Regions from separate parts of the Mus musculus genome. Here all the other regions are linked to region 1. Evidence: chromatin contacts called from public Hi-C data. All regions are on one chromosome and are shown on one strand. The core of a region is the stretch at or near the end of the contact, and the rest is flanking DNA. Distances in the headings are between cores, read along the strand shown.

Region 1 (4,468 bases), core at 1,072-3,571:
GAAGTCTGTGGCTAGGCAGCTTCTGTCTATTTGGTGATAAGTCTATCAGCAGAGCGGTCACTAGGCGACACCAAAATGAAGTGGTTGTTCTCAAGTAACCAAAACTGTGGTAATACAGAACTAGCTTATAATACCCATCTGCATGATCTATTTTGTTTTATCCAAAAGACCTTCACAGAAATCACTTACCTTAAAACAGGTAACATAAAACACAGCACTTCAAATAGCCTTGCAAAGTGCCATGGCTCTAGAATAAAATAGTTTATACTAGGCAATAATGACCAGAAATTTCAGTATGGTCAGATTAGTCAAAAAAGGAAAAGGAAAAAAGTCCTTTTAAACTTACAAATGTTTAATAACTAATTTTAAACTAACCTCTAATTCTGAAGTTTACAATTGTAACTAAAATAAACTGGAATTCTATGAATTAAAAATTCCTAGATGTTCATATGCTGAAATAAAACATTAATTAAAATAGTTTGTTAACTAACACACTACAATGTATCTGGCATATATAAACTCTTATATAAAATGTAGTGTGGCATGAAGAAAGTTATTCTGGACAGAGCACTATTATTTCTAATTAACCAGCCTTGGCACATAAAATCCCAGGAAAACCATTGAAAGCATCAATAGAAACAATAAATCTTCACCTAAAGGGCTATTACAGATCTTATTTTTTAAGTAGTACTTAGTTACTGGGGAACGGGGAAGAAAAAAAAAAGCAGGAAGTGTAATTGTATTTAGTGTCACTTCCGGCACTACAAAACGTTACAAATATATAGCTCATTGTAATGTTCTTTAATTGGCACCACCCCAAGAAAGGAGTTATTGTTCTACACTAATATCACATGTTAAGCCATGTTTCAATCAGCTGACTACTTTGTTCCACACGCATAAATACAAACTACATTTGTGTTTTAACTGCCTTACTTTTAGTGGTAGTTTTTAAATAGCAAATCATATAACACTAGCAATAACTGCACAAATAATTTCCTTCTCGGGCTTTTGTAAGAAACCAGATCGAGACACGCCTTCCAATCAGAGCGCTGCTGTAAGATTACATACTTGTTAGGAGTTCTATAGTGGTGTTGTCTCCTTGCAAGCAACTTCACTGATTCTATTCAGTGATTGGGGCATGATTTTCACCCAATGTGGCATAGAACGCCATGTGATTTGCCAAGTTTAAATGTAATCCCGAAATTTCAAACAGAATGCTGTTCACTTTAAAAACTTATCCAACTATACACAAATGTAGAAAAAAGTATGACCTAAGTTATGTAACAAACATAAATGGTAAACTGAAGAAATAACATTACGTTCATTGAAATACAACCAAGACAGCTGTTTCTTCTTAGTACTTCGGTTTCTACAAACCCAGGAGCTAAGTAAATGTTGTCTGTTAGCTGCGTTGGATGTTTTTCTATCCTTTATATTTAGAAAGAAGTGCAAAAACAAGAAAGAAACCGCTTACAGTTTTTTTTAAAAAAAAATCACATCAAGGGAACACCTAAGGGGAAAACAAACAAACAAACTCACCTTTATTTCCTTGCCCTTTAGGTCTCTGAAGCAAGACGACAGAGGTGGTAAAGAGGGGGAGGGGGAAGAAAAGTGCGTTAAACAGAGCCACTGCAAACAAGTTCTTCAGAACAATCCGCGTAGGTGTGAACCCCACCAGATCCTCCGCAACCTCTCCGCCCGGCCGCCTCCCGCCGCCTCTCCGCCTCGCCTCCGGCACCCGCCAGCTCCGGGCCCCGCGGCGGCCGCCGGGACCTCCGGGCCTGTGGTCACGGGCGCCGGCCGCAGACTCAGCCGCCCGCGCTCAGGCCGGCCTGGGCAGCAGCCCCGACAACCGGGACCCGCGGCGCCGTTACGGAGCTAGCGGCGGCTAGAGGAGCCGCGCCGCACGCGAGGGTGGAGCTCTGCAGCTCCGGCCTTCGCCGAGCCGGGGCCCTGCTCCCTCACCTGATCCACGCTAGTGGCTGACATTCTTCACCGTAACCCGAGAGGAACCGCCGCCGCCGCCGCCGCTGCCTGGGCCTCGCCGAGAGCACTCACAGCAGTCGACTACCGCCCTCGCGAAGCTCTGCTCCGGCCTCCGCCGCCGCCGCTCTCGCAGGCTCCAGGGAGAGGGCTCACGCTCGGGAGTCGCGGAAGGGGCCCGAGCTCGCCGCCTGCACACTGCTCGTCCCCGCTCGTCCTCCGATCCTCGGGCCCACAATGGCGGACAGGCGCCTCAGCCCCACTTCCGCTCCGGGCCGTCCTGACCTTCCGCTATCCAGTCTGACGTCCACGCACACCTCGCAGTTCCTCCCCCACTCCCGCCACGGCCTCGGGCTCCGCCCCCGCCGTGCACGTCATCGGAGAGGGGAGGGGGGCAGAGACCCGGAGGCGCAGCTGTACTTTAGACGCATGCGCGGTACCGTGAGCGTTGGGCTCGGGCGTTGTTAGCCTGGAGGCTACAGAAGCGGTCCAGCAGCGCCTGTCCGCTCAGCCACCACCGGGCGTGCGTGCGTGCGTGCGGGGTGCGGGAGCACGCTCTCAATGAATGCTTTCTAACTCTCTACTGGGATGGGGTTGGTTTTTATTGAATAAAATAGCCTTCGGAAAGAGAAACAGTTGCAAGACTGCTGCCCCTCCCGAAAAAAAGAAAATGTTAAAATGTCCCTAGAAACTGGTAATGTTACTTTCTTACCTGTTGGCAAAAACAAAGAAAGTCAGTCCAATTATAATTTTGGCATTTTTATTGAATTTCCTTCCCAAGTAAGATTTCTTTACAGGTGTGGTGTAGTGTGCATTCCTAACTAGCCAAATCCTTTTAAAACCTCCCAGTTTAAGTGCTAACCTATGAAGCAGGAAATTAGGAAAATCACAGTTTTCTATATGTAGTACCACAATATTTTAGAATCACTGTGTCAAGATTGCTTCTCATGCAAATCCTCAAAAGGCAATTTTAGGTGTGGTCAACCCAAATCCCTTTCTCTTGTGTTCCTTCTGTTCGGACCCTGAGCTGCAAATCAGTCCATTTCCCAAGGTCCCCCTTATTCTACATTGCTCTACCTAGCTCCCACTCCCAAAAACATTTTTGGTTTTCAAGGAGTTTGTCGGAAGAGGAATTGAGGCTGGAAAGTTGAAAGTGCATAGCGAAAACTAATAGAAAAGGCTTGCAGGCCTTGACTTTACTCCTATCTGAGAAGCATGGCTTTGGAATTCCACGAATCTCAGTTTGAATTCTTACCTAGCAATGATTAGTTTATAACCTTGGAGAAGTCTCTTAACCTAAACCTTGGCGTCATGAGTAAACTAAGGCCTGACATACATAATCAGCCACTTCTTGTTTCTTCACTGAGTGAGTCCCCGCATCAAAACTGTAACTCAGTGAGTACTCCTGAAATGTCAGGCAATATAATTGATTAAATAGTCACAGTATCTTGTGTGATAACTGCTGCTACAAAAATTGAAGGCTGGGTGAGGGAGCACATACCTTTAAACTCAGCACTTGAGGGTGGATCTCTGTGAGTTTGAGGCTAGCCTGATCTATATGAGTTCCAGGACAGCCAAGGCTACGTTTCAAAAATTAAAAATTTTTTAAAACCTCATTCTGTAGCCGAGGCTGTCCTCGAACTCAGAAATCAGCCTGCCTCAGCCTCCGAGTGCTGGGATTAAAGGTATGCGCCACCACTGCCTGGCTCCAAAGTAAGTTTAAGAAATAGTCCAAGGCCAGCAAAATGGCTGGGCAGATAAGGGCACTTACACCAAAAACTGACAACATGAGTTCTATACCTGGAACCCACGTGATAGGAGAGAACCACTCCTGAAAATGTTTTTCCGATCCCCGTGTGTGTGCCCCTGGGATCACCTCTAGAACACTCCATCAGTGCCGCAGAGGTGGCTGTTCTCCTTCCAGCCATCATCACAACCCCACCACACTAAAAGGAAAGAGAAAAGAGCGGGGCAGGCAGGGAGAGCAGAGTGCTCTCTCCGGATATTTCATAGCAATTTTATTTCCCACACCTGTCTACCTCCTACTAACTACAACATTGTTCTCTGAAAATTCTTGGTTGCAAGGGAACTGAAACATGTATTGTGAAATATATGTTCAACTGAGGATCAAGAATGTTACCACCCAGGAAGAATAATAGATGACAACAGAGACATAATAAGTAATGACCTGTGTGTAAAACTCTTTCCCAAATTCACTCTGCTAGCTAGTACTATTTAAATTTTTCTTTGAAACTTTTTCCAGTATTTATACTAAGATTTTTAAGATTCTGTATTACCTTCAAGTAACAGTAGATGAGCCAAGCACAGATAGTTTATAGGACTGAATGATGCATTTTAAATGTAAGATATCTAAATACTGTATATAGTAAGGTAAAACTAATAGTTAACAGAATTGAATACAGAGAAATACTTTTTAAAGTGTTGTTTTGAAATAGGCCTCTTTCCCAAGCATTCTTGTAGTTAT
Region 2 (4,468 bases), core at 530-3,029, about 17 Mb before region 1:
TCCTATAGACGCTGATATTTAAACATCTGGGCCCCAGTTGGTGGTGCTGTTTATGGAGGTTTAGAAGATGTGGGCCTTGATGTAGGAAGCTGTCACTGGGGGACAGGCTTTGAGTTTAAAGCCCCCACTATTTCCAGCTGCTTCATGCTTGAGGTTGGACACGTGAGCCCAGATTCCTGCCCCACCATCATGCCTGCTGTTAGCTGCCATACCTCTCTCAAACTGGACTCTTACCTCTCTGGAATCATAAGCTAAAGTAAACTCTTTCTTCTAGAAGCTGATTTTGTTTTTTTGTTTCTTGGTTTTTTTTTTTTTTTTAATCACAGCAACTGAAAAATGACTAATACACTATGTGAGATGGGTAATTTACTAACTTCTCTGCTACAGTTTAATCCGAAAAATGTATTTAATACTTACCTCATAGGATAGGATGACTAAATGCCTTGAATGTTTTAATGTATAAAGCACTTACAGTGCTGACAAACAATAAGCCGATAAATATTAGCTAACGGTAATTATTACTGTCACACTTCTTGCCAGGGAAAAGACTACCGTTCCTAGAGAAACTACTATAGTTTATTCTCAGAAAACCCTACACAGCAGTTAAAATGAGTGGGCACAGATCTACTGACTCAATGCAGATATAGATTTGTTAGTGTGAGGATACTATTTAACTCTTGATGGGTGCGTGTTACCTGTACACGGCAGAGAAAGGAATACCCCTGCCTCATCCCAGAAGCAATTTGCTCCCAATTTACAACGAGTCTTTAAACTTTGAGCTGGTTGTTTAACTCTTGCCAATATTTTTTTCTTCGTTAACGTGAGGGATGGCAGCACCATCTCCTGTCAACATCCCCCCTAGAGGAGAGTCTCTAACTAGGTAACTACTCTTAAACAAAACAGTACTTAGAAGCCTTGTTTTCGTTATCGCCGATCTAGAAAAGGCTCCCGCCCAGCCGGACAGGAGAACTGCAGCCTGTACCTCAGGGATCCGCTCATCTGGGGACCGAGCACGCCTGGAACGATGTCCAGGCTGTAGTGGCTGCTGAAGGACCCAGAGCAGCAGCCGCAACACCGGGCGCCACTCGCACCCAGTGCCAACCCCGGGGGCCCGGAACCTCCGCGAGCTGCCCGGGACCAACGCGCGGCGGAACCGGTACAGTGAGGGACCCGGCGTGCCAGGGACTGCCATCAGAGCCCAGCCGGTAAGACGCGCCAAGGCCCTTCCTTGAGGCCATCTCGGAGCAGCGACGGGACAAGCCGGAAACCTATTGCGCGCCGGCCCGGGTCCGAAGAGAAGGAGAGGCCGTGGCCCATACGGGGACCGGAAGCACCGTCCAAAGACCGGAAGGGCCCGCCGAGGACCGGAGGGAAACGGAAGCGACTAGGGACCAGGCCGGTCGTTCCGGTCCGCACGCCCCGAGGCGCCGCTGCGCTCACTCACCTCCGCCGTACACGCCGCCGCTCATGGCTACTGTCTGGCGGGGACTGGCCGAAGACTACCGGACGAAAGATAACAGCGGCGTGACTCCTCTCCCTGAGAACGCCGGCCCCGCAAGCCTGCAACTTCCAACGCCGCCCCCTCCGGCAACAAAGCAGCGGCCGCACGCCCGCTGCACAGCCACTCTTGCTGGTTTCTCGTATCAACCAATGACAAAGGGTCCGGCTTAGTCATTAGCCAATCAGAGTGTGGCGCTGCTGCATCCCCGCGCGGTTTAGCCGTCTTAGCCAATGGAAGGCATCCGTAGGGGCAGGGAGAGGGAGAAGCGACAGAAGAAGGGAAGGTGTTGGGGTACGGGCAGGAGGGGGCGGAGCTTCGCGGGCGGGTGAGGTGGGTGGAGCTTCGCGAGCGGCCGGTAGGGTGGACCGAGCTTCCAGGAGCAAGGCGGGGGGAGTGGGTGGAGCTGTGCTTCGCGCGCGAATAGAGTAGGAGGAGTCTTAGGTGGGCGGGCGAGTGGGAGGGGCTTGGTGCAGGAGTGGGCCGGGTTTCGAGAGTGAGTTAATTAGGTACTGGGAATTAAGAGGCTTGCCTCAGGCCATCAACCGCTCTGGTTCTAAAGGATGGCTGCTCCCCAGGAGCCAAAGGAACTTGAGTGCAAGGAATCTGGAACTTGAGTTAGTTACCTGGGAGAGATCCCTGGCCTTTGATTGTGATGAATTCGGAATTTTTTTTTTTTTAAGCAGAAATACTTCAACTAACATTTATACTTGAAAAAGAAATGTGCACTTCACTTTGAATTAATCAGCAAATCAGATATAATAATAGGATCCATCATTTTAAACAATGGCTATTTATATTAAAAGACAGTACATTTTTCCAGCTAGATTTAGATAGCATTTAAAAATCATGACTTCAGTTTCTTTCATTTCTGTGAAAATCATTCACCAAGCAAGTGGAGCACTATTCAAGGAAGCACCCATTTGTAAATACCTCCCCAATCCGTGTCTACTGTTCTTAGTCTACATCTCTATCAGTGTCGCCCAGAACACTGTCTTTTCTTACCCCAAATTACTGCAACAATTTGTCCCTCTGCTTCTCTAGGCCTTAGATAGCCTGATCTATATAACCAAAGGCCCAAACCAGTCCTGCCATTCCAAAGCTCAAGTGTAATGTAGCTCTGTACCTGGTAGCAGTGCTTAAATTGAAGTGTCTAGGGTCTAGCTACATAGTGGCTACTTGTAACCTTAGGTGGGTTGAATAAACTCTCATCCATTTCCCTGCCATTAAGGTGGCAGGAATTGACCTGTCTGTCATAGGTTCAGGAATAACGCTAGTAAGAAAATGCTCTCCCGTTCACTTGACACTGTGTGCTGTGAGCTGACAGTGATGGTTTGGATTTGGGTTTTTTGAGAGAAAGTCTCACTGTGTAGGCCAGGCTAGTCTCCAAGTTGTAATCCTCCTGCCTCTGCCTCCTTGTACTGGAATTATAGGCACATGCCACCGTGTGTGTATTACTACATTTTAAATGATTCAAAAACAGTTTTAAGAATACTATGATACTCCCATGTCAGAAACCTTGTGCTGTGTTTTACTGGAGCATAGCCAAGCTTATTCACAGCTGTGCCTGAGGTGATGTGTCTGGTTAAGATGTAGAGCACATTACTGCCAAGTGACCTGTGGGAGGGGTTGCTTACTTCTCAATGTATGCAACACCTAACACAGCCTGCCTCAGTGCTGTGTACTGTGGTCCCCATGATCAGTGCTCACTGCCGATCAGCACCCCAAAACAATTCTATTTCCAGTCATGTTTTCATGTTTGACTAAATAAAACTGATAGGTTATTATGGACTGTGGTTCCAAGCCAGGCATTGTGGCACACAGTTTTAATCCCAGAATTCAAGAGGCAGAGGCAGGTGGATTTCTGTGAGTTTGAAATTAGCCTGGTCTACATAGTGAGTTCCAGGCCAGTAAGGGATGCATACTGGCTACATAGCAAGACCCTGCCTCAAATAGATATATACATGATAAATGTATAAGTACTATGGTTCCAATAATGAAAAATTGGAGAGATATTATTTTACTTTATAATATATAGTAGTACAGTTAAACCACTATCATTTAAATATCTAGCAATTCATTTACAAGTTTGATGGATTTACAGATTGATATCCTTTACCAATACCATCTGCAAGATCTCTCATGAATTTAAGAGAATAAACCTTAGAATTAAAAATACCTCTTTGGGGGCTGGAGAGATGGCTCAGCAGCTAAGAACACTGACTGCTCTACCACAGGTCATGAGTTTAATTCCCGGCAACCATATGGTGGCTCACAACCATCTGTAATGGGATCCGATGCCATCTTCTGGTGTGTCTGAAGATAGGTACAGTGTGCTCATATACATAAAATGACTAAATAAATCTTTTAAAAAAGAAATTATTTATTAAAAAAATACCTCTTTGGGCCGAAGAAGAATCAAGTATTTGTTCCATACTCTCCAGGGTTCAACAGAAACCAGAGCTGTTCAGCAGGGTTGATTACAACATCTTGAGCTCACTGCACCTAACCCAGAGGATACAGAAATCTAAAAGCAAAGAAGACAGCTTGTAACAATGTTGAAAAGCTGTGCTCAGATGTTTTTAATAAAGTAAGAAAGATTAGAAAGCAGATCATTCATAATTTCAGTTGAGCTCAGTCTCTTGATATGTTACTGGAGTAGAGACTTCATTTAATGAACCAATTAGGTAAACTTTATAGAAAATTAACTTTTTCACAGTGTGCCTGATATGACTAATCACATGTTAAACACATGAAAACACACATCTAAACTGTAGCCTCCCATAAGCCCGAAGCAGGCTGAGCCAGAACTTGACCTTGCTGCCACTAAGGAGATTATCTAGGGTGGAGCCTTCCTCCCTAGATCACTCTATTGTTGAGCCACTGTCGCTGTTCCTCTTCAAGATACTGCTACCTGCTGAGAGCTATTCTGGAGACTATGCCCTATCCTGCACATCATCACCTGCAGCT
Region 3 (4,468 bases), core at 870-3,369, about 13 Mb before region 1:
CCCACTTATTGGGGAACAATGGCCCATCAAGGCAAGAACTCAGGAGTTCCCTTTTTTAGTGGTACCCAACTGTTGGCTCTAACAGGCAGTAAGCATGAATAATTCACCCACAAGGAGCCTTTCTGTTCATTAAGGAAGAGGCCTGAATCACTCCACAACCCAAATTTTTCTCTAGGCATCCAACACACTGATGAACCATACATGTTTTTATAGAGTGAAATGACTTTTATTTTCTCATAAAGTCCAATTTTATATTTCTTTAGAATACTTTCATTGTATTACAAGCAGAGGCCAATTAGTCCTCAGACTCTGAACCATCTTCATCTTGACTAATCTGGAAATAACGAAGTTCGTAAGTCTCCTTGTCAGATGCGACCACACGTAGCCAATCACGGAGATTATTCTTCTTAAGGTATTTCTTGGTAAGATATTTCAAATACCTTTGAGACAAAACCATGAGTTTATTAGATGTGTGATCAATCCTATCATGAAAACACGCACTGCCACATTTGTAACTCCTACTCACTAGGACTTTGGTTTTAAGAAGCAACCAGGACAAGAGCAGCCTCTCAACCCCCTAGTACAACACACCATGAAATCTGCTGTCTGTTGACTCAAAATATACTAATATTCCCCATTTATGAAATGAAATAGACAGCAAGAGTCATCCTGACTCATATGCAAACACCTTTAAACAGACTAACAGCCATTTTCGCAGACTAATGCCTACGAGACATCCCACCACAACGTAAAAACAGAAGAACAGACCTTTTGGAGAACTGTTTCTCAGAAACAACTGTGATTTTATTCTTCAGGCGTTCAATGTGAACAACATTGCCAAGATTTCCAGTTTTTCCATTGACTTTAACCTTCTCCCGTAGAAACTGTTCCTATTTTCAAACAGAAAGAATGCAAAACTAGGGAAGGAAACCCTAGATGGTCACTAGGGAAGGTACCCTAGGAGCACAGCTTAGGTTAATATCAAGTACTACATTTAAATGCCAACAACTATGCAATCACAGTAAGACACTTACAAAATTTCCAGAGTCAAAAATTCCATCTTCTACTGGATGAGTAAGGTCCAAATGAAACCTCCAGGTGGACTTCTTAGGCTTCTTGTCTTTCTGCTAGACATAATTATGATGCCATTAAAGCAGTTTATTCAGCTTAGACACTGAATTCCCAAGAAAAAAATTACCAACTCAGCATACATCTGGTATAATGGGTTATACACAGACTTGACCAACACCTGAAGGAGCCTGTGCTCTATGTAAAGGTTACTCATTAGCTTGGTTTAAACCAATGTTTCAATTCCCATGAAACGTCATCATTTCCAGTTAAGTACCTTCCAAGTGTAAGCTTATTTTAGTAGAGAAATCTTGCTTGATTATGAAGAACTGCTTCCTACTGTAACTGATGTTATTTCCAATTTCAAATTAAAACACCCACCTGGGTGCTTTTCAAGTTTTATCTGAACTTAAAACACCATTTTTAGGGTAATGGGTCTCTTTATGCTTTATTGTAATTGGTCCAAACAGAGTCACCTAAATGGCTACCAATTAATAATACCTTCACCACCCTCCAATTATCGCAAACCCGGAACTGGCATTTGAGTGAATGACGGGGTGGACTCGCTCACTGCCGTGCAGTGAACAGGCAGTCCCGATGGGGCCATCAGACGTCACTCAGTTTTGAATCCTTACTCAGCAACCTTATTTTTAACAATTTTGGTTATAGTGACTTTCCAAATGTTTAAACCACGCTCTTCAAACTGCTAACGTCATTGCAACCGCGGACCTGGCCACTTAGGCTCTCTTCCGTTGACAGGGTGACCACAGGCCATGGAGAAACCCAGAGGCCCAGAGACCGACCGCGCCCGCCGATACTAAGCTAGTCGCGGGCCCGGCTCCCGCCGCGCAGGCCGCACGGCACTCACGGACGGCTCCGCAACCCGGATTCTATCGTCCCAGTCGAGCCGCCAGGCCGACTCTCTTCCCACCGCCTTCTCTCCTGCGGCGCTCCCGCTCGCTAGACGCAATAGCTACCTGTAATACCCGAGCCCCGCACACGCGCGCGCACTCACCGGCGCCATGTTGAGCTGCAGCCGTGGGAAGAGAACGGGCTTGCGCCGCACGCACGCTTTTATATAAAAACGTGCTGCGTCATACGCAGAGCGTGCGAAATACGCAACTCGGAACCGGATATGCACGGAGTGCTTGGCAGTCACCTAGGAAACGGAGGCGTGGCGTTGGGGGGCGGGGATGCCCTGGCGTTTGGTTTCCGCCTGCGTCTTCGAGTGGGAAGCCGGAGCCGACTGATTCTCTGCTCTGGCTGTGGACTTTGCAAACTTACAAACCAGAGTGGAGTAAGTTCAAGGGATGCAGGAGTTATCTGTTATAATTCAGGGCAAGGCAGACTCTCAATGTTGCTTTATGATCGTCTCTATTATGTTGCGATTATAGTCCTCCAGAGAAAAAGTTCTATGCTTTGCCTAGCTTTTAAGGTAGAGGATGTCCTTCTGAGAAGAACAAGTTGAGTACACTTTGGGTTTATTGGATAGGCATAATTTATTGTACTTTCTACTTACTGACTCACAATCTGCTGAAACCTAACTATCAATGTTTACAAAGTACACTAGGATGGACGTACCTTGATGACAGAAAGTAAAAAAGCATTTGAATTTTGAGCGGTTGTAATTGACGCCAGGTCAGAAAAGTGGTGAGGCTGTTGGTGTTCAGTAGTATACGTTTCTGTTAGTGTGAAACTCTAGTATTTAGGGACAGGAGATGGGATGGACTTTAGTTGTTGATTTGGAAAAGGCCCTAGAATGTAAGAGTTGTGTTCTATCCAAGCGATCGGTAATAGGCGTTAATACAGTGTAGGGTATGGTGCTAGTGGTGCTGAGGTTTTAGAAGAAATCAATTTCATTAAATTTTAAAATCTTTTTGCCTTAAGAATCACAAAAACTTTTCGTTCCAAATGTTCAGGCAGGGGCCAGGGTTGACATTTCTTCCTAAAGGGCTTCCTGTTCTGCAGATCAAAATGATCATTAGATATTTTGAAAATAGGCCATTAATTGACATTTAAAATTTTTGTTTTGCTTATCTTTGGCAACTTTCTGTGTCATAACAATAACCACTTAAGCCAATTATTTAAAGGAGATGAGAGACTCCCAGGACTCAAAGGGAGGAACCTTAGATGAAACACCCTACAGTAGGGAGAGGAACTTTTAGAGCCCACCTCCAGCAGGAATACAGGACAACAAGTGAGGGATGGGGTTGCCATCCCACAGTCACACCTCTGACCCATAATTGTTCCTGTCTGAAAGAATTACCTGGATGGAAATGGAGAGGAGCCTGAGGAAAAGAAGGTCCAGCTACAGACCCAAAGTGGGATCCAGCTCAAGGGGAGGCCCCAGGGCTATTACTGAGGGAGGCTATGTATAGAGTGTTCACAAAAAGGATCCTATCATGACTGCCCTCCAAAAGACCCAACAAGCAGCTGAAAGAGTCAGATGCAGATATTTGAACCCAACCAATGGACAGAAGCAGCTGAACCCTGTTGAATTAGGGAAGGCTGAAAGAAGCTGAGAAGAGGGTCTGTTCTACAGTAGGAGGCCCAGCAGTCTCAATCTGGACCCTCAAGATCTCTCAAACACTGGACCACCAACCAGGCAGCATATACCAGCTGATATAGGCCCCCAACACACATACAGTAGAGGACTTCCCAGTCTGTGTTCATTCAGAGATGATGCCTCTAACCCCCAACAGGCTGGAGACCCCAGGGAGTTTAGAGGTCGGGGTGGGGGTGGGGGTGGGGGGGCGTGGGGACATCCACGTAGAGACGGGGCCGGGTGGGGAGGAGATGTGGGATGTGGAGCAGATGGAGGGTGGATGGAGGGCAAGAAATGGAATATGGAGTGTAAAAAAATTAAAAATTAAATTTTAAAAAATAGACGAGTAAAATGAAAAAAATTAAAAGTGATTCTAAGTAACTGGTCATCCCCCAAATACTAAATTAGAAACCATAATGGGTGAAAATGATTAAACTTTTTTCTCTGGATTAAAAAAAATATTAACCAGATAGCAAGAATTAATGTTGTCAATAGTTCTTTCTAAGCCCTGGATTTCCTACAGAGTGCATCATGACATATACGCCTGTCTTAGTTACTATTCTACTGTTGTGCAGACACCATGGCCAAAGCAATTTGTAGAAGAAAGTTTGTTGGTGACTTATATAGTTTCAGAGGGTGAGTCCCTGACCATCAGAGCAGGGAGCATGACAGCAGGCAGACAGGCGACAGGTAGAGCACTGGAGCAGTAGCAGAAAGCTTACATCTTGACCCACAAAGCAGAGAAGATTAACTGGGAATGATGTGAGCTTTTGAATCCTCGAAGCCTACCCTCAATGATATATCTCCAACAGTCTCACATTTCCATCCTTCCAAATTGGGGCACTCAAATATATG

The links. A called contact is a pair of places that touch in the nucleus more often than the background predicts.
Region 2: a Hi-C map of muscle stem cells shows a contact between it and region 1, with 6 times the contacts expected there. The contact joins the promoter of Actl6a here to the promoter of Ythdf3 in region 1. A contact is called at or near these places in 1 of 39 promoter capture datasets (pre-B cells) and 1 of 484 Hi-C or Micro-C datasets (muscle stem cells).
Region 3: a contact with region 1 is called in a Hi-C map of Th1 cells, with 13 times the contacts expected there. The contact joins the promoter of Rpl22l1 here to the promoter of Ythdf3 in region 1. A contact is called at or near these places in 2 of 484 Hi-C or Micro-C datasets (CD4 T cells and Th1 cells).

The regions. Positions count from the first base shown.
Region 1 is chr3:16,181,018-16,185,485 of GRCm38.p6, reverse strand. It overlaps Ythdf3 (YTH N6-methyladenosine RNA binding protein 3), which reads right to left and starts at 2,321. Exons shown (of 5, transcript NM_001145919.2): 1 at 1,966-2,321; 2 at 1,540-1,564. The coding sequence starts at 1,989.
Region 2 is chr3:32,705,857-32,710,324 of GRCm38.p6, reverse strand. It overlaps Actl6a (actin-like 6A), which reads right to left and starts at 1,779. Exons shown (of 14, transcript NM_019673.2): 1 at 1,445-1,779. The coding sequence starts at 1,469.
Region 3 is chr3:28,803,159-28,807,626 of GRCm38.p6, reverse strand. Rpl22l1 (ribosomal protein L22 like 1) reads right to left here and starts at 2,119. Exons shown (of 4, transcript NM_001347226.2): 1 at 2,084-2,119; 2 at 1,035-1,124; 3 at 769-890; 4 at 203-440. The coding sequence starts at 2,092. The coding sequence ends at 296. Gm32950 (predicted gene, 32950) reads left to right here and starts at 2,276. Exons shown (of 3, transcript NR_166194.1): 1 at 2,276-2,365.